Regions from separate parts of the Mus musculus genome. Here all the other regions are linked to region 2. The links are chromatin contacts, called in public HiChIP or PLAC-seq maps. All regions are on one chromosome and are shown on one strand. Each heading gives the region's core, a stretch centred on a gene start, on an enhancer-like site or on the middle of the called end of the contact. The rest is flanking DNA. Distances are from core to core; before and after follow the strand shown. Region 1 has its middle 8.3 kb from the start of Gm26176. Region 2 overlaps Slco3a1 (solute carrier organic anion transporter family, member 3a1). Region 3 has its middle 8.0 kb from the start of Gm26176.

Region 1 (3,817 bases), core at 805-3,304, 690 kb before region 2:
CCTGTAGCCCTGGCTGTCCTGGAGCTCTGTAGATCAGGCTGGCCTCAAACACAGAGAGTCTCCTGCCTCTGCTCTGGAGTTCTGGGGTTAAAGGCGTGTGCCCACTGATTGGCAACCAGCCTTTTTTTTTATTTTAAACAAAACAAAACAAAATAGTGTTTTTAGAAAGCTCATAAAACAGGCAGGTGTGGTGGCGCACGCCTTTTATCCCAGCACTTGGGAGGCAGAAGCAGGTGGATCTCTGATTTCAAGACTAGTTTGGTCTACAGAGCGAGTTTCAGGACATTCAGGGCTACACAGAGCAACCCTGTCTCAGCCCCACCCTCCAAACAATTCTTTGACCATATAATTCTCAGATTGCCTTAATATCCTTGTTTCCAGAAATAAAATCTGCTTTAAAACAGCTTTGAATGGATCGCAGCCAAGATACAAACCCTGCAGATGTGTCAGACAGCTGCCTATTTTGAGGATACTGTCAAACTTGCACCAACGGGGGCCATCATCAGTAAACTACAGCACCAGAAACCCATGGGGGGGCCTCGTGATGCTTCCGGAAGCTGAGCACTAGGATTGATGTTAGAATGGCAAGCTGCTTTTGTTGCGACTATGACTCTAAATCATGTATCATCCTTTTTATGAAGGCCAGAAGCGGATTGATGGGACTTGGGCATACAGAAGCAGTGATCTAAGCACAGGGCATCTCCCTCCATCACAGCACATCTCCCTCCATCTTCCCTGCCCATCCCCAGCACAAGCCAGAGGGCTCAGAAGAGCATAAGTCACCTACTTGGATGTTCCAAGAGTGTGCCCCAGGTCAGAGCAACAGCTAAGGCTTCTCCCCTTTGCTTTCTTCCAGGTTGTATTTCCATAGCAGGACAAGGGTGGCCTGAACTGTGTCTTAGCAAGGGTTTTACTGCTGTGAACAGACACCAGGACCAAGGCAACTGTGAAAAGGACTACATTTAATTGGGGCTGGCTTACAGGTTCAGAGGTTCAGTCCATTATCATCAAGGCAGGAACATGGCCGGATCCAGGCAGACTGGTACAGGAAGAGCTGAGAGTTCTACATCTTCCTCTGAAGGTTGCTGGCAGACTACTCCCTTCCAGGTAGCTAGGATGAAGGTCTTATAGCCCACACCCACAGTGGCACACCTACTCCAACAAGGCCACACCTCCTAATAGTGCCACTCCCTGGGCCGAGCATATACAAACCACTACAACCTCTAAGAGAGCCCATGCAATGGGATTCTATGAAGGCAGGGGAGATCATAATGTGTTTGAGTGTGGGTGGGCCAGATAGAGCCATGAAATTCAGGAGTTCAGGGGTCATGAGAGCCATTAGGGAGCTTGTCTTTCAGTAGCCAGTCCTGGGCTTCCAAGACTGAGTCACTTTTCACTGACCTTTGACAGACACAGGAAGTCTATTCTTTTCACCAGCTATGTGGGTAACATGAAACTCAGTGTCATCTTTCAAACAACTTAAATATTTCATAACTGGCCCCGGGCAGGAGGATCTATGAGAGGTGATTCTGAATCCCTGTCTTTTGTCCAGCAGAGCGACTCTACGCCATGCAAACTTGTGTTTTTTTCCAGGTGAATGTGAGGCTATCTATATTGGGCTACTTTTTCTTTTCTATTGAGCTAGAAGGGGAAGCTGTGGCGTCTACTCCTATTTGTCTTTGAAGAGGAGGTAAGGATAAGGAGGAGAGGCTGCCCGTCTTTAATTGGAGCATGGCAGGTGGTTTTCAAGAGCAAATGGCACCCTTTCCTTGAATGGCACCAGGCACACAATTCATGGGCTTGCCAGGTTTGATGGAAGGATATGCAAATCTGACTCAATTCACAGCCTCACTTAACAGTTCAGTTGTAATTGCATCTAATTGAGGCTTATTCATAAATGTCATTGATGTAAAAAAAACTGCGTTGATGTAGAGGAGTCCACCTCAAAGAAGGATGATTACTTCACAGCGGAAACCCCACTGAAGAACATCACTGTTGCTAAGACAACCGAGAGTGAAGCTGGTTGCCCACGGTTACCCATGTACCAAATGTCATTGGTGGATGAGTGTTAGCTTTGAATGGGCCTCAGGAGCACAATGAGGAAGGGCAATGGGAACTGCCTAAGTGAGTGTGAAGAGACATGTCCTTGCACCCTCCCCTCCCCTCAGGCATTTCAGAGCCCCCCCCCCCCCCCCCACTTCCCAGCCTTTGTCAACTCACTGAAGAATCTGTCTCATTAAAGGCCCATTTGGTCAGAACCTAAAGGTCCTCAAACAGCGCTTCCTTCAAAAGTCATTTTTTGGGGGTGGAGCAGGGTAGGTTCTTTCTCTTTAAAAATTTGTTAAGGGGCTGGAGAGATGGCTGATTCAGTAGCAGAGAGTGCATACCTGCTCTTCCTGAAGAGCTAAATTCAGTTCTCAGTACCTGGGTTGGAGAGCTTATAACCACTTGTAAATTCAGTTCTAAGGAATCCAACACCCTCTTCTGGCCTCCTGGGGCATCGGCACACACATAACATTCACATTCATGCACACACATGGAAATATGTATATATGTGTGTGTATTTATATATGTGTATGTGTATACACACATATACAAATACATATATATGTATATCTTTATATGTGAAAAATATATATTTAGACAGGCTTTCTCTGTATAGCCCTGGTTATCCTGGAACTAGCTCTGTAGATCAAGCTAGCTGTGAATTCAGAGATCTGCCTGCCTCTCTCTTCTGAATGCTGGGATTAAAAGTGTTCACTGCACCCAACTATGTAGAAATAATTAAAAAGGGCTGGAGAGATGGCTCAGTGGTTAAGAGCACCGACTGCTCTTCCAAAGGTCCTGAGTTCAAATCCCAGCAGCCACGTGGTGGCTCACAACCATCCGTAATGAGATCTGACATCCTCTTCTGGTGCAACTGAAGACAGCTCATAAATATCTTTGTCAGGTGTGGTGGTGCACGCCTTTAATCCCAGCACTCAGGAGGCAGAGGCAGGTGGATCTCTGAGTTTGAGGCCAGCCTGGTCTACAGAGTGAGTTCCAGGAGAGCCAGGGCTATACAGAGAAACCCTGTCTCAAAAACAAAAACAAAAACAAAAACAAACAACAAAAAAAGAAATAATTAAAACTTTTTTTTTTTTTTTGGTATGTGAGTGAACTATCTGTGTAATATGTAGGCTTCAAGATGTAGAATTTCTGGGCTGATTTGTGTAGATTTGTAATTCTAACTTGCTTTCCACAGATTCTGTACTGATCTGCATTATCAGGAGCAGAGTACGTGAGAATTCTGCATGGTTTAAAGGCTGCAATCTCCTTGATGCGCTTTGTCCCACGGGGGAACGTACATATTTCAGTTTCTCCAAATGCTGTGAAGATTGCCCGTTACTGCCTTCTTTCTCTGCTTCTAGAAAAAGCTCCAAAGAGACCTGAGCAGTTTTCAACAATCTATCCACCACTTCCAGTGCCCTCCAGATAGGAAAAAGGCATTATCTCTCTGTGCTCACAGATGGACCTGAGCCCTGGGCGTATGCCTTGGATGTTTTTCAAGAATACTCAGGGTCTCACGGCATAACAAAATGTCACACACCGATTTAGGAACACAGGGTGGAGTTTGCTGAGTGTGGAAGAACTAAATATCCCCAAAGCCCAAATCTAGATTTCAGGTCCCTTCTCTCTTCTTTCATTTCTGCCATCTGTTGTTCTTTTTTAAAAACAGGATCTTACTCCATAACCCTGGCTGTCCCAACTTCTGGCAACAAGGGCCTGTGCCCTGGAAGGGTAAGATGAGCTAAAGCCCTTTCCTCACCGAAGCTGC
Region 2 (3,736 bases), core at 1,093-3,592:
GAGGCTTCACCAGCCCCCACACCTCTTGTGACATGGAAAGGGGACTTAAGATCAGGAGAGATGGATCAGTGGATAAACACAAGTGAGAGAGGACCAGGGTTGGGGTCTCAGAAGCCAGGTAAACCTTGGCAGGTGGTGGCCCCCCTGTAATCACACACTCGGGAGGAAGGGACAGGGATGCCCATGGTAGGCTATTCAGTTAGACTTGAGGAGCTCTGGGCTCAGGAACAGTCTCCTGTTACCCCCATCAGGATTTATGTTTCCATGGCTCTCCCTGCCCTCTAAAGCGGCAGTGTTTATTTTTACCCATCCTGTTTCTTGCTCTCATCCTCTATCAGCATGAAGTTTCCAGAAGGAGGGAGCACCCTTCAGGTCCCATTCAGTCCAGCCCAATCCCCAGGGCCTAATACAGAACCACAGGGTGGCATTCAGGCACCCCTTTGAGAATGAATGAATCTATAAGCACATGGGAACTATGTGAATAAGCCTTGGCAACCACATGCCCACTCCCAGTGAGCACCCTGGGCTTTGTTTCATTTTCTAGTTGAGACAGTGGGGGTGTCACCTGGTGATGATGGTAACCATGGCAACAACAGGATTTCAGCACCTTTTCTCCCAGTCACTATTAGCTTTTCTCTCTCTTCTTCCCTGATGTGTGTATATGTCCTTAACACCCATGGCTATTGTCAGGACTTTCAGGACCAAAACTTCATCCTTATTAGATTAACTTATGCAGACCGGGCTCTTTTAATCTGCACTCATAAATCAACATCATCGGCTCCTGGACTGTCTACACTGCTCTTCTCTGAACTCTGACCCATCTGCTGAAGACTTTATGGGTGGCCTGCAGCCTTGAATGTATAGATGGGGATAAGTGCATGCCTACCATCGTCTAAGAGTGCAGGAGCTACTCTGAGAGCATCTCCTTACATCAGCTTCCCCTAGTGTACCCTGCCAGCTTCTCTGCAGTGTGCTCTCCCCAGTACATACTAACTGGATCTCTGCCACAGGCTAGACATAGGGACAGGAAATGCCTGATGCTGGCCTGCCTAGAGAATATGAAGAAGCCCCGCCCCCTTTTCCTTTCCACCTTGTTAAGCGCTCCAGCACACAGGAATTACTGGGAAACAAACAGACGCTAGGCAGTAGAATTGTTTTTCTGACCTTTCTGCCCTGCAGACTATTGATTTGTTTGTCGATAGAAAACTTAGGCATTTCTTCTAAAATAGGACTTGGTCCCGGAGATGCAACTGTGTAAGAACAACTAAAATGGAAGATATATTGGCACAGAAACCAGGAGTTGAGAGATAAACCCAGGGGTGCTGGAGGTCTAATGCCCAGATTCTTGAGACAACAAAAGCTATAGCTTCTCTTACAGGGGGATGTGTTTTTCTCCTCTGTCCTGCAGGCATTGAAAAGCTGACTGCATTTTACTAATACTTACCAAAAAGTGGATGGTAAGAATGATTAGTGGGGGAGGGTGAACTTGCATTGCCCAGCAGTTTCCAGGGAGAGAAAACTGTGGTATGTTATCATGATGGCCAGGGTTGAATTTCTTTTAAAACTGTGATGTTACATCTTATGAAACACACAAAGACCATCCTGGTAAACTTTCCAACTTGGAAAACTGGATATGCAGATACCTCCATAACCAGCATTCAAGTCAAGCTTAGAACAACTCCAGATACTTTGGGGCTTGGGAGTGTTTGATCCTTGGCACTTTCATAAGAGCCAGGAGAAGAGGCAAATGTCTGGAATCCCAGAGCTAGATTGTAGGCAGACAGGTTGAGCCCAGCAGCATGCTGGCCAGCTGGTTCAGTGTGAAAAAGACTTTGCATCAAAAACTAGGGTAGAGAGGGACTGAAGAAGACACCCACTGTTGACCTCTGGCCTCCGCATGCACATGTGTGAAAATGAACCTGCATATACAGGTACATTACATACATGCACATATACATATTCCACGTAACTAGACTCAAAGGCATACATAAATGCACGCACACACACACACACACACACACACACACACACGCACTCACTTCACACACACACACACACACACACACACACTCACTTGCAGCTGCCTAGGAGGCTCCTGGGTACCTCTCTGTAGCTGTAACCTTCAAGGACAACTGTGGCTCTGGCTTCTTTTACTTTAATTGGCAATTCATCTTTTTTTTTAAGTCCCATAAATACATTCTCTTGTGTGTGACATCTTCCAACCCATACACATTCCCATGGAAGGCTGTGTGAGAATTCGTCCTTTCCTGAGCTGTGTCGTATAGAATGAACAGTCTATAGCTTATTTACCCATTCTGCTGCAGACAGACACTTGGGTTAGTTCCAGCTTGAGATCATTATGCATAAAGCTGCTCTGAATGTTGTTATATATGCATATGTAAATGAGTGGACCTAAACACTCGATTCTGTTGGATAAGTGCCCAGAAACGGAACTGATGGATCACAGCACAGGCATATGCTGAGCTTTAATGGGTGCTGCAAAAACTGCCCGAAGCAGAGGCTCGCTCCCCGGGCATCTCCACTGCAGTGTGGGTTCCAGTTGCTCCTCATTCTCGCCAGCACTCAGCACTATCATCTGGTTGGTGCATCACTGTGCCCCCTATAGATTTCAATGTGCATGTCCCTCATCACCCATGCTGGTCTGCATCCTTTGCATTGATTGGCCATTTTGTAAAGCAATGGGGAATCTCTCTCTATACATATACTGTCCCCCTTCTCTCTCTCTGTTTGTATGTTTGTGTGTGTACATGCATACGTGTTTGTGTGCACGCACAGCTGCACGTGGGTGTATAGGTGCTGGCAGCTGAAGTATGGAACCTTTACCCATGGATCTCCACTTAATTTAAAATTTGTATTTTATTTTATATATATGGGCATTCTCCCTGTGTATGTATGCTTATGCACCATCTGTATACCTTGTGTCCACAGGGCAGAAGAGAACACTGAGTCCCCTGAAACCTAACTTATTGGCAGTTGTGAGCTACCATGTACATACTGGGAATTTAACCTAGGTCCTCTCAAAGAGCAGCCAGTTCTCTTAACCATGGAGCTGTCTTTCCAGCCCCCCCCCCCTTATTTTTTGAGATGCAGCAGCTCACCGAATCCAAGAGTTTACCAGTTGTTTGGACTGACTACCTAGTGAACTCTGGGGATCTGTCTGTCTCTTCTTCCCTCAGTCATGAGGTAATAGATATGCCCTGCCTTGCCAGACTCTTAAGTAGGTGCTGGGCACACAGGCTCACATCCTCATACTCAGGCAGTAGGGGCTTTACTAATCAAACTATTTTATCAAAGATTTATTATTTTTGTTTTAGGTGTCCATGTTTTGCCGGAATGCATATGCATGCAACCACCATGTGCATTCGAGGTGCCTGCAGGTCAGAAGAGGGTGTAAGATCCCTTAGAACTAGAGCTATGGGTGGCTATGGGCCATAAAGTGAGCCTCAAACCCAGGTCCTCTGCAAGAAGAACTCATGCTGTTAATTTCAGAGCCATCTCTCCAGCCCCACCCCAGGAGGTGTTAAAGGGTAAGCTAAGAACACCCTCCTATTTCTCCTAGTTGACAAAGAAGATGAAGTATAGGGGTTGGAGCCCTCTCTGCCACCTGGCCATACACTGCACTCAGCAGCCTTAATCACAGGACCCTCCTCTGCCTTTTCAGAGGAACAGCTGGGCTCTCTATCAAGGGCTGTCCACTCAGGAACCCTCTCTTCTG
Region 3 (3,884 bases), core at 1,246-3,745, 670 kb before region 2:
ACAATATGAACTAACCAGTACCTCCCGAGCTCATGTCTCTAGCTGCCTATGTATCAGAAGATGGCCCAGTTGGCCATCAGTGGAAAGAGAGGCCCCTCGGTCTTGCAAACTTTATATGCCTCAGTACGAGGGAATGCCAGGGCTAAGAAGTGGAAGTGGGTGGGTAGGGGAATGCGGGGGTTGGTGGTCTGGGGGACTTTTGGGATAGCATTTGAAATGTAAATGAAGAAAATACCTAGTTAAAAAATAAATTAAAAAAAAGAACCATCATTAATTTATGGTTTGAAAAAATTAAGGTTACAAGATAGTGGCACCAAGAGCCCCTGGTGGCAATGTTCTCCCTGCTGGGTTTCAGTTCTTTTGGTCTGATCTTTTGCTACCTTCCTAGTCCTCCCACTTGGAATGGGAATGTCCGTTCTGTGCTGTTTTATAGGGGAAGAATTTAATTTATTTAAAATATAATTTTCTTTTCTTTCCTTTTTTTTTTTAGATTTTAAATTTATTTTTATTATATGTAAGTACATTGTAGCTGTCTTCAGTCACCCCAGAAGAGGGAGTCAGATCTCATCATTACAGATGGTTGTGAGCCACCATGTGGTTGCTGGGATTTGAACTTCGGACCTTCGGAAGAGTAGTCGGGTGCTTTACCCACTGAGCCATCTCACCAGCCCCTCCTTTTTTTTTAAAACTAGATATGTGTGTGCTTGAATGTATGCATGAACCCATGTATGCAGGAGCTTAAGGAAGTCAGCAGGCATCAGGTTCCCTGAACTGGAGTTACAGTTCAGTTGTGAGCCATCAATCATGTCAGGGCTGGGAATTGAACCCTAGGTCTTCTGCAAAAGCAGTCAATGCTCTTAACCACTGAGCCAATTGTTTAGCTTCCCTCTCTCTTCCCCATAGTTAAGAGAGTCTCAGAAGGAACACTGGGCTCTGAAACAGTGTTGGAAGTATGGGGACGCTGTTTTGCAAGGAATCTCTAGGAGGTGGAGCCTCGCTGGAGGAAATGCTTTGATGGAGAGTAGGTCTTTACGTTCATGGCTGTTCTACTTCCTGTCCCATTTCTGCTTCCTGGTCCGCTGGGATGTGATCAAGTCCTGCCATGTGCTCTCACCACTATGGGGCCACCAGCCACCATCCCTTTCCTTTAGTGATGGTTATATCCTTTTAAACTATAAGCCAAAATAAACCCGTACTAGTCAAATTAGTAAGCGGCAGAGGAAGCTGGGAGTGGTAATGCCTGCTTGCAATCCCAGCATGCAGGAGGCTAAGGCACGGCTGGGAGAATAGCTTGGCCTATGTGTAGGAAGGCTGCAGCTCGGCAGTAAAGCACCTTCCTGACGAATTTAAGGTCCTGAGTTTGATTCCCAGTACTACAAACAAAGGCAACAAAACCCGATGGTCCTATGCCCATGTTCTTCATCATAGTTAAACAACCAAACTTGGGATTTTCTTCGTAACACCATGGCAAGAGGCTGAGGGTGGGCTCTAGTGAACACCCCGAGGGTGAGCTCGGAAGCCGCTGGTTTTTCAGTTCAGGTCCTGACCCTGGCTGACACCTTAATTCTAGCCTTCTGAGAGAGCCTGAGGCAGGATCTAGCTAAGCTAGGCCCAGTGTGTTAGTCAGCTTTCTGTTGCTGTGACAAAAATCCTCTAGGTAAATAACTTCAGAGGATAAAAGGTCAGTTTTGGTTTGGTTTCTGGTTTCAGTCGACAGTTGCTTGACCCAGTTGCTTTGGGCCCTGGGCAGCGGAGTATATCATGGTAAGAGCATACAATGGAGGTGTGTGCTCACCTCATGACAGTCAGGAAGCAAAGACACAGGATGGCTTGGGTCCCCATATCTCCTTTAATGACATGTGCTCCTGACCTGTCTTCTTTACATGTCCCCATCTTGTTCCACCATCTCCCAACAGCCTGGCTTTTCACTTGTCTTCTTGAATGCTGTACAACCTGAGTCAAGTTCCATGCGGTAGGAACTGGTGTTTCTCACTGCCATTTGTTCCTGCTCCTCTCTTTTTCTTGGGAACACCAAGGGGTTATGTCCCAATTCCTTGCGTGTGGATGTTAATTGTTGGGCTCTGAGCAGAAATTCGACTGGTCCCTTAAGGCTGAGGCGAGAATGAGCTGTGGGCTTTCTCACTTTATCTAAACCTGTCCCTGGAAGGGGAGGGTGATGGGGCTGACACAGTTGGAGAAGGTAACAGAGTTGCAGTGTGGAGAGAACTTGGCTCTCTATATAACTGACCACTAGAGGGAGTCCTCCCCACTTACTGGACAAGGCTGCGGAAAGGCAACCCTGTTGTCACTTGTTAAACTGTGAGATTTTTTTTTTCCTTTTAGTAGCAATTCTCTATTCTGACAAACTTGATATCCAACCCCTCTGAATCGTGGCTATTTTTGGCTGCTTGGTCAGTTAAACGGATTAACTTGGTGTATAGTGCTGGTGTGCGGTCCAGGGATGCCAGCTGCTGTCTGTGAGCTCCGGAGAGGATGCAGATTTTTGCCAGCAATGTCAGGACTCACATTCTCACAGCATCACCAGAAGGTGCCAGCGTGCCGACCACCTGATTGGGCCAGCCTCTGTCCTAAGGATACTTGATGTGGCGTATCAAGACCAGTGATGAGACCACTCTTGAGACCAGTGATGAGTGCAGTGTTAGTCCCAGTGAGGATCGTAGCAGCTGAGGCCATGACGAGTTACAGACACAGCAAAGGGCAGACTATAGACTCCCAGTGCTTCAGCCTCAAGACAAGCTCCATGAGTTTTTGGAAAAAGTGACAGAGAAAAAAATTATGTCTCTCTACAACGTCCATCTACTTTCTTTCTCTCTGGGGAAGCGTTGCTTTTCCTCTTCAGCTTTCTCTCCACGACAGAAGGATCTGCCTGCATAAATTAATCTTTCGGCTTATGCTTGGCTCCAGATGTGGAAGGACGGTCTTCCTTCTTTCTCTGTTCCAGGGTCCCATGTGTGTGTTTTGTTTGAATCCTGTGGGCTCTGTGTGAAGCTGTGCAGAGGGAAATTGGTTTGGGAACCCAGCCCATGTCCCAGTCTTTCCCAGCTCCCCTCAGCACTGGGTCTCTTGAGGCCACAGGGACACTTTAAAGCTCTTACCATTTCAAAGACAGTACAAACTGTGGTGGGATTATAACTCTGAAAGTGGCCTTTTCCCTTTTTCCCGTGGAGTGTTCCAGAAGCACCTTCCATTTCTTTATTTCTTTGTGGAGCAGAGGAAGATTTTGTTTGCAATCCCACAAGAATCAGAAAAGTTTCAACTTTTGGGTGTTTTTATTCAAATCCAGATACATCGGGGCTGGAGAAATCCATCTGCCTCTAGCCTTATTTTTTTTTCCAATTTCTATGGCTTCTTTGGGAATTTTACATTATGCACCCTGATCAAATTCATTCCTCAGAATTTCCATGTCCTTCCCTGCACCATTGTGGCCTCCCCCAACCCCCAAAATAAGATAAAAATTGGACCCATGTCCAATTTGAGTCATTTGACCACTGGAGCATGGTCAAACTCTCCACGGCCTGCCACTTAAATAGAACCGAGTCTTCCTGTTTCCGCAGAAGACGTCGCTTGTGGGGAGCTACACTTGAGCATCCTATCACACCTTTTAAGAGTTCTCTTTCTGTTTAGGTTCACACTCTTTTTTGAGATCGGATTAGGAGGTGTTTAGCCTCCTCAGCATCCTGGCTTAGTCTTCCAAGTGCCCAGATTACACACTCAGTTTAGAGGGTGAAATATGTTCAACAATGTAACTTTTTTTGGTTGTTATTTAAAAACAATGTGATTAGACAGAAACAGCCCTATCTTTGGGGTTTCGGAAACTGACAGAAGATGGCGCCAGAGAGCCGATGTGGAGATGGATGGGGTCC

The links. HiChIP or PLAC-seq counts read pairs in DNA pulled down with a chosen protein or histone mark.
Region 1: a contact with region 2 is called in an H3K4me3 HiChIP or PLAC-seq map of embryonic basal ganglia, with 5 times the contacts expected there. The contact joins two enhancer-like sites. A contact is called at or near these places in 1 of 484 Hi-C or Micro-C datasets (nephron progenitors) and 1 of 115 datasets of contacts at active chromatin or transcription factors (embryonic basal ganglia).
Region 3: an H3K27ac HiChIP or PLAC-seq map of SST interneurons shows a contact between it and region 2, with 8 times the contacts expected there. The contact joins two enhancer-like sites. A contact is called at or near these places in 2 of 484 Hi-C or Micro-C datasets (embryonic fibroblasts and nephron progenitors), 3 of 115 datasets of contacts at active chromatin or transcription factors (SST interneurons, bone marrow-derived dendritic cells and embryonic stem cells) and 1 of 9 other capture datasets (embryonic stem cells).

Annotation. Positions count from the first base shown.
Region 1 is chr7:73,635,902-73,639,718 of GRCm38.p6, forward strand. No RefSeq gene overlaps it. Among named protein-coding and RNA genes, the nearest start is that of Gm26176, 8.3 kb to the right of the region's middle. Within about 2 kb of position 2,055, at least 48 of the 459 cell types and tissues checked have an H3K27ac peak or open chromatin away from gene starts, as enhancers often do. A contact at or near this core is called in embryonic basal ganglia, where this site is marked.
Region 2 is chr7:74,322,864-74,326,599 of GRCm38.p6, forward strand. The region is part of intron 5 of Slco3a1 (solute carrier organic anion transporter family, member 3a1); the gene reads right to left. Among named protein-coding and RNA genes, the nearest start is that of Slco3a1, 230 kb to the right of the region's middle. Within about 2 kb of position 2,343, at least 25 of the 459 cell types and tissues checked have an H3K27ac peak or open chromatin away from gene starts, as enhancers often do. A contact at or near this core is called in SST interneurons and embryonic basal ganglia, where this site is marked.
Region 3 is chr7:73,652,131-73,656,014 of GRCm38.p6, forward strand. No RefSeq gene overlaps it. Among named protein-coding and RNA genes, the nearest start is that of Gm26176, 8.0 kb to the left of the region's middle. Within about 2 kb of position 2,496, at least 7 of the 459 cell types and tissues checked have an H3K27ac peak or open chromatin away from gene starts, as enhancers often do. A contact at or near this core is called in SST interneurons, where this site is marked.